Linked DNA regions of Triticum aestivum: region 1 is linked to region 2. Evidence: chromatin contacts called from public HiCAR-type data. All regions are on one chromosome and are shown on one strand. The core of a region is the stretch at or near the end of the contact, and the rest is flanking DNA. Distances in the headings are between cores, read along the strand shown.

Evidence for each region. HiCAR-type assays count read pairs that join an accessible place to other places.
Region 1: a contact with region 2 is called in a HiCAR-type map of leaf, with 6 times the contacts expected there. The contact joins the promoter of LOC123062499 here to the promoter of LOC123062495 in region 2. A contact is called at or near these places in 2 of 5 Hi-C or Micro-C datasets (both in leaf) and 1 of 1 datasets of contacts at active chromatin or transcription factors (leaf).

The regions. Positions count from the first base shown.
Region 1 is chr3A:600,719,484-600,723,758 of IWGSC CS RefSeq v2.1, forward strand. LOC123062499 reads left to right here and starts at 2,962. Exons shown (of 2, transcript XM_044486037.1): 1 at 2,962-3,318; 2 at 3,419-4,130. The coding sequence starts at 3,260. The coding sequence ends at 3,860. It overlaps LOC123062497, which reads left to right. Exons shown (of 3, transcript XM_044486035.1): 3 at 2,395-2,652. The coding sequence ends at 2,460.
Region 2 is chr3A:600,433,456-600,437,614 of IWGSC CS RefSeq v2.1, forward strand. It overlaps LOC123062495 (CTD small phosphatase-like protein), which reads right to left and starts at 1,659. Exons shown (of 6, transcript XM_044486033.1): 1 at 1,210-1,659; 2 at 46-174. The coding sequence starts at 1,533.

The DNA.
Region 1 (4,275 bases), core at 1,712-4,211, 290 kb after region 2:
ATTTCTATTATAAAGCATTCACTTAGTCCATGTGCTACTGCTACCCACAGTGGTACATTCACCCTGTCTTAAGTGAACTATTTTGAGCTGGACTTGGAAAACCGCCAACCTTTCTTATACTGCTATTGGTTGTAGAGTCGGAAGCCTATTAAAACTATTGCTGCTGCATTATTATCTTATAGAAGTGCATCATTCATCCGCTGGAGTTGGAAACCAACCTAATCTAAGTAGAGTTGAAAGCCTGATGTACTCCATCCTGATTTTTCTAATGGAAGAAATGTCGTGCACCCAATCTAAAAAAAAAGAGCTCAGATATCCTTGAGTCTTTAGATCAAACCCAGTATATTGCAAAGAATTCGGCCATGTAGTTGATTGCATCTCCAGATCTCCCTTACAAGAATTTAATCATACACATCAACTCTAAGTTTATCATCTCATCGTCTCTTTAGGGTGTGAAGTTATAAAACTATGTTACATTAACCTGGAGCTGAGCGACACTAATGTGAGTGCCGTACTGCCATATCATTGCACTATTATAAGTTCTTTACTGCATTTAGTTCGTCTGGACAACAACCGTTCCATCTGGCTTCTAATAAAATCTGAGGTAGTTTTGTCTAGCTTTGCAGTTGCAGTGTCGTTGTTAGTTATAAAACTGAACTTAATAGCACCGACCTTAATTAGGAGACTTGAGCGAAACCACAATACTAAGATAAGATTTTCTTTTGAAGTAGCTTTTATGCTACTGTAGACAATACTGAAGTTGCTGCCTCCATTTTCAGAAGTTTCATGAGGCAATTTACTGCCTGTTCGGAACCTCTCCAGTCTCGTAACTCCGCTCCTCGCGAGGAGCTCAGTTTCGGTCGCTCACAGCAATTGTGCTGGCGCTCCCTCCGCTCAGGGAGCTGCAGTTGTGGAGCGGAGAGGATCCGAACAGGGCCTTAGTTATGAACTTATGATATATGAACATTTGTGCATTTTTTACACTTTTTGACATGTTACCTAATTCTGAATTTCAGAAAGTTTGTCAGACAGTTCATGATGAGTTTGCAATTTTATGGTAGTACCTATTAGGCTATTGCACTTACAAGTCCATGTGCTATCTACAGTGGCATTCATCCTGTCTTAAGTAAACTTTTGTGATCTGGAGTTGGAAAACCGCAAGCCTTCCTTGTACTGCTATTGGTTGTAGAGTCGGAAGCCTATAAAAACTATTGCTGCTGCATTATTATCTTATATAGAAGTGCATCATTCATCCGCTGGAGTTGGAAACCAACCTATCCTAGATTGAATAGTCTAAAGTAAAGTTGAAAGCCCGATGTACTCCATCCAGAATTTTTTAATGGAAGAAATGTTGTGCACGAAGGGGAGCCTTGGCGCAGCGGTAGAGCTGTTGCCTTGTGACCATGAGGTCACGGGCTCGGGTATCCTTTAGAGTTTAGATCAAGAAGCCCAGTATGTTGTATCAAAAAGAATTCGGCCACGTAGTTGATTACATCTCCCTTACCAGAAGTTTGTTATACACATCAAGTCAAGTTTCGTATCTCGTCTCTTTAGGATGTGAAATTATGAAATTATAAAAATGTGTTACTTTAACCTGGAGCTGAGCAACAGCAATGTGAGTGCCATACTGCCATGCCATTGCACTATTATAAGTTCATTACTGCATTTAGTTTGTCTGGAAAACAGTTGTTCTATCTGGCTTCTAACAAATCCGAGGTAGTTTTGTCCAGCTTTGCAGTTGCAGTGTCCTTGTTTACTAGTTATAAAACTGGACTTAATAGCAGCGACCTTAATTCGGAAATGTGAGGGAAACCACAATACTAACATAACGGTTTCGTTTGAAGGACCTTCTATGTTTCTGCTGACAATACTGAGGTTGCCGCCTCCATTTTCACAAGTTTCATGAGGCAGTTTAGTTATGATATACGGACATTTGTGTATTTTCACACTTTGCACTACCGCGTTACCTAAATTTCAGTTTCATAGAGTTTGTCAGACGGTTCATGACGAGTTTGCAATTTTGTACGCTGTCCATGTGCTACTGCTATGCACAGTGGTGCATTCATCCTTTCTTATCTTAAGTAAACTTTTGTAAGCTGCAGTTGGAAAACTACCAGCCTACCTTACCTTGGTAGTGAGTCGAAAGCCTGATAGAAGTATTGTAGAAGTGCATCACTCATCTACTGAAGTTGGAAACCAACCCGTTCCGTCCTGCCCTGTTCTGTCCTAGATTAAATAGTCTGTAAGTAGAGCTGAAAGTCTGATGTACTCCATCAAGATTTTCCTTGTGTTAAGGGTATTCAGGAACAGAGGGTGTACCAATTATACGCATCCTCACAAAAGAAAAAGTGTAACTTTTATCATCTGATCTGACCATACTTGTGGAATCTGCAGGACGTGGATCGCACCACGTACTACTTCAAGAAGCAGGACGGCGTGACCTTTGTGATCGAGGAGTGAGTGAGGCGCCGCACGTCGCGACCTGGGCGCATAAAGCCCAGCGCAGCGTGTGCCTCGCGGACGCTGTTCGTGCCACGTCTGTCCCTCTGCGTGATGAACTTCCAGTGTGTATGTATGTATGTATGTATGTATGTATGTACTCGCAATAATGTACTGCTACGTACTGCAAGCCATTTGTATACGTACTTATTACGTAGTACGCGTCAGCCGCTCCCTGGGCGTACCCTTATTTGAGTCGCTGTTGCTGCTGACAAGCATCATAATACCGTGCCGCGCCGGCCATGCCCCAGCGAGCGAGCGGCAGCCGGCCGCGCCGTGCACATGGGCACGGAGGCCGGCGTGAATGCGGGGCCGCCGCCGGGCCCGGGCCCTCCCGGCGCGCGACACATGGCGCGCTCCGGCGCGTCCACTCCGACGGTGGGTGCAGGCCCCGTCGGCATCCACGTCCGCCCGTCCGTCCGGCGATAGTTGGCGCGCCCGCAATGGTCAGCAGAGCAGAGCAAAGCACCCATGCCGATTACCCGGCGCCCCCGATTAATTAGCGAGGACTTTATATTAGGCGCACGGCGCGAGGTGGCGCGACGGGGGGCGCCGGACGACAAAGTGCTGCTAGTACTACTAGTACTCCCCGTCCGTCGGCTCGGCCCGATCAGCTCGCCACCAGCAAGCAACCGCTCTTTTTAGTCCCCACTCGCTCCACGATCCCTCCCCCACTCCGGCCGGCCACGCGCAAAGCGAAACGCTCCCCGACTCCGGCCAAGAGCTCCAGCGCCGCCGCCGCCGACCGTCGTTCGTCCATATGGTGAGGTCCAACTCCATCGACAGCTGCTACTCCTCCATCCAGGACGTCACCTACAGGTACCTTCCGCTTCCACTTCCACTTCCGTCGACGCTTCCATTTCTCCGCCGGCGACGGGTTCATTGACCCCTCCGGTTCCTCCTGGTTCGCCGGCGGCAGCTGCGGGTACTGCGGCTACGCGCTGAACCTGAGCTCGGCGGCGCGGAACACGGCCAACATCGGCTCCAAGTACGGCAAGCAGATCAGGAAGAAGGGCATCGTGGCCTTCGTCGCCGTCGACGAGACGCGCTTCACGCAGGCCGACGAGGTCACCTGCGCGCCCCGCCTCCGCCCCTGGACCTGGCGCCTCTTCCGGCGGAGGTCGCGCCTGCTCTGCGGCAAGTGCGGCGGCCGCATCGGCGCCGCCTACGAGGTCGACGAGGAGGACGAGGACCCCGCCGGCCTCTCCGCGTGCGGCGGCTCGGACGACGACGACGACGACCTGCGGACGAGCCCGGGCGATGATGTCGGCGCGTCCAGAAGGAGGAACTACCTGATCAGGATCGGCGCGCTGCAGCCCTCGACGGACGATCCTCCTCCTGCCGATCCCTTCTCTCTATGATATGATATGATATTGATATGACACACCGCTGCTGAATTTTGTTCCTTTGTTCATAGTGGAAGACGACCCGAGAGCTTGATGTGTGTAAGTTGATCCTGCTATAGTTTTTGTGTCCTGGTAATGGAGTGAGCCATGGTTGCAATTTTGAGCCACCTAGTATTTGTCAATGGCTTAATTCTAGCTTTCTGTGTGGGTTTTTGCTCTCTTGATATCTAAATTATGGGTTCTGTTTTGATTATCCACAGATAAATATATTTCAGTTTGTCATCACTGATTCCATAAGCTGGCTGACAAGATGAATTCATGTGATGGAGCATTGTTATGTTTATTATCACCATCAGTTCTTGTATGCAGCCAACTCGCTGCGAATTCCGAATTGGAGCACAACATTAAGGTTTGCAGTCAAGGCTCCAGG
Region 2 (4,159 bases), core at 409-2,908:
TTAAAAGGATAACACAATAAAGTAGCAAGAGCAGAAGTTTGGTACCTTATCAGTTGATATGCACTCCATGTCAAAGCAATGTAATCCAGCTTCAACAGCTTGGGTGCGTACAATAGGAGGAAGACCAGATGATTCGTACGCAGAAACTAAAGTCTCGTCCAGGTCAAGCACTACCTGAAAAGGTAGTCCATATTTGTTCAGAGATAATGAATGAGTTTATAGCAGAATCGTTAAAGCTGACTTCACACTAAATGTGGCTTGGATTTAGTTTTAACACAAATATTAATTCAGTTGATTCTATTTTGTGGGAAGCCATAAGCTCATCATACTAAATACAGTATGCTTATAAGAAACACTGTTATGAGTGTATGTGCCAGTAAAACAGCACACATGCCGATTCATCTATCATGACCAAATGCGTAATATCATAATTCATATCCAATCACGCTGCCAGTATTGAGGGGCAGGCTCAGATATCTTCTCAACAGCAGCGACAAGAAGTTTCCCAGAAATGGTCTCTCGCAAATTGACTAGTACAAGATCAGTGACCAGAAACAATATATTGCCTAATTAAGTACTCCCTCCGTCCGGAAATACTTGTCCTAGAAATGGATAAAATGGATGTATCTATAACTAAAATAAGTCTAAATACATTCATTTCTAGGACAAGTATTTCTGGACGGAGGGGGTATTTGATCCAGTAAAGGTAGCAACACCGGGATCCTGTAAATTCTCTAAACCAGCCCTTGTCTAGAGATGAGATTAACGCAGTTGTTGGCTAATAAATCAATAAGCCCTTGTTTTGGGATTGAAGTGGCTACTAACATCAACTAAGCTTTTGTTTTGGATTTGCAACACAAGTGACTCTAGGTGCTCGTAATCAGAGAAGACGATTTTTTACCACCCAACAACCCGAAATGGCCTGCTTTATAGCAAATATACTAATTCAGCAGCAAATAAAACACACTATCAATCAAAGCTAACTGAATTAACCAGGAAGAACACCCAATTAGCTCAAACCAACCCCTCCGCCTAATCCCAAATTCACCAGCCCGAAGACAGAAATGGACGGCAATTGGATGGAGACACTCCTCCTGCATCCACTTCCTATCGAAATGGAATCCATCCCCTTCCAAAGTATCTATTGCTCCCTGACCGGAACAGCAAATAGCTCCAAGGAACCCAATGAAAAACCGAATCTTCCCGTACCGTGAGGCGCTGGAGGGGCTCAGACGGGGGCGCCGGGACGGGGGCGGCGTCGGCCGGGATCTCGGAGCGGAGCGGCATGAAGGCCACCTCCGGCGACGGCTGGTCGGGGGCGGCCGAGGCGGAGGAGAGGAGCGGGTAGCGGAAGCCGACGAAGGAGAGGAGCTGGGCGCAGGAGGGCGTGCCGCGGAGGATCTGGAGCAGGACCTGGAGGAGGAAGCCGATCCAGCCGACGACCGCCTGCCACGCCTGCGTCGCCGCCTTCCCGCGCTGCTGGTGCTGCGCCGCCGCCGCCGCGGTCGGCGAGTACACCTCCGCGGCCGCCATGGGGGCCAGGGACGGGCTGCCGGGGCAGGCGGCGGGGGCAGGGGCGAGGGGGCGAGGCAAGGCCGGAGGCGACCGGAGGGAGGGGGGAGGTGGTGGTGGTCGGGTGGTCTTTGTGGGCGCGTGCACGTACGTGGGGGCGGGCGTGGGCGTGCCCGGGTGGGCTTAGCGGAACAGGGGATCGGTGATTGGGGGGCGGATTCGGTGGGCCCGGCGGTCAGCGAGAGTGCGGCTAAACTGGCGAGCTGCCGGAAGTGTAGTAAATTGTCATACGTGCACCCGGAGTTTTCTCTTGGTCGTCAGTAGAAGTAGTAAATTGTTTTTGTCTCCATGCATTTCTGGCTGCTGGCTTGATGCTTATCTGCTCGTGTTAACCTAATTTGTTTTGTTTCGGCGAAAGTACTTATCAATGGTGGCGCGGTAATGTTGACACGTTAATCAAGTCAATCGGGCTGCGTTGATTTCGTTTGCTCCACAAAGCTTCGTTGGTTTCAAAAGTATATTAAGGGCTAATCGTTGTTTTTAACCATGAGGATTAAGATACTTTCTCCGTTTTGAATTACTCGTCATAGAAATGAATATAAAAATTCACTAATAAAACTTTAAAAATCGCTATTGTTGTATAAAATCACACCTCTTCGTCCCATAATATAAGACGTTAAGTATTACTCCCTCCGTTCCAAATTACTTGTCGCGGGTATGGATGTATCTAGATGTATTTTAGTTCTAGATACATCCATTTCTGAGACGAGTAATTTGGACTCCCTCCGTTTTTGAATATAAGTCTTTTTAGAGATTTTCTTAGGATTACATACGGATGTATATAGACATGTTTTAGAGTGTACATTCACTCGTTTTGCTTTGCATGTAGTTTGTATGGAATATCTAAAGGACTTATATTTAGGAACATGCGGAGTAGTTTAGTACCATATACTTATACTTAGATTTACTAGGTGACGACGCTTCTTTCTACATATGCCGAACTAAGCATAGCTTAGGGTCAGATTTCTTATGGTAAAATCAACCCATCAGGTTTGAAGTGTTAGACTTGACACAGGTGTTTGCATATTTTTTTGGATTTGTTTCAGACTTTTCTACGCTGTCTTTTATTTTCAGTACTATGACGTGTTGACTTAAGTCTTTTGAAGGTGTTCATAGAAATCGAGTTTGCATGTGTGTGTGTGCATATGGATAAGGTATACGTCTGTGCGTTCATAAATTTGCACGCGCACGTGCATTCCTAGCGATATAGTGTGTGCATTCCTAGCGATATAGTGTGTGCGTGCGATTATATAGATTTAGTGTCGTGCACATTATTCGTGTATGTGATTAATTATGTTTAAAATACATAGAGATTAGAGAAATTAAGATAGTTGGATCAGGTGTTTACATTTACATTTTTACTCCGCAATTGCAGGAAATATTCCTTTCTCCCAAAGGTGTCATGCCGTATTGCCCTGCCCTCAAGGGATGCTCGGCCGATATTTCTTTCTTGGTGATTGTACCTAAGTAGGTCATTTTCAGAAAAAGTTTGTGCCTAGGTAAGCAGGCACCTCTGATCCCTTTTGCGTTCTCAACAACAATGAAAACGACGTGGGCCATGCTCACTGGATATACTACTAGCAGTGCTGATAGTAAAAGACGCCTAACTGGAGCCAGCCAATGGGAGAGGCAAGACGACCTTATCTTGTTTTGTTTTTTTTTTTGCGAGAAAATACGACCTTATCTTGTTGGGTTGAAGTCTTGTCCATCACGTGTTAATAATATCTGAAATGTAAAAAGAGTATAGTTCCCCCTAGAGTACGGCAAAACATCGGAGAAAGTATCCGGTGAAAACCAAGTGATAGTCGTGTTTCAAAAAATCTAAAAATGAAGTTATTGGAGATGAGACGTTCTAAAGCCCTGTTAGATTTCAGTTTCAAATCCCCTAAAAGAAGATTTCAGTTTCAAATTCAACTTCGCGAGTTCGTGTTTGAGTTATGAAAAAACAAAATTCAGCAACCCTCAAATGTGAAACATGTAAAATTGTTGGGTTTGATGATGATTTTTTAGCTCCTAAGTGAAATTAAATTTGAATTTGAAACCTTACATATTTGTAAAACATCCGAAGCATGTGACACAATGTTTTAAAGTGTCTTTTAAACATTTCAAGCATGGATTTTACTTGGTTTTCACCGTATATTTTTTCATAACATTGTTGTTGCGCCTAGGCGTAGAAACGATAAACTTCGCTAGTGCAAAATATACATTTCTCTTTTGAGATTACAACCCACAAAACTGTTGCTAACCAACTTATGGTTGGATGGTTTGGAGGATAGTGGTAACCCCAGCCTACCAAGGTTCAAGTCCTGGCAATGCGCGTTCAATGGGAGAAGATGTTTCCGTCGACTACGACGTGCCTATGATGAGGGTCGGGTGTGCACGTGTGCGTCCATATCAATGAGTGTATGCGTGTATATACGAGCATTTGCGTATGTAATGTGCTTTAGAAAACCACAAAACTGCTGCGGTGTGGTTGTATATGTGCTACTTACTGTACCCTTTCAAAAAAGAAGCATGTATTAGCCTGGACTCGCATGCTAGTTAGGGGGGTCCTTATGTTTCATGTGTCGGCTATAGAGTTACGATC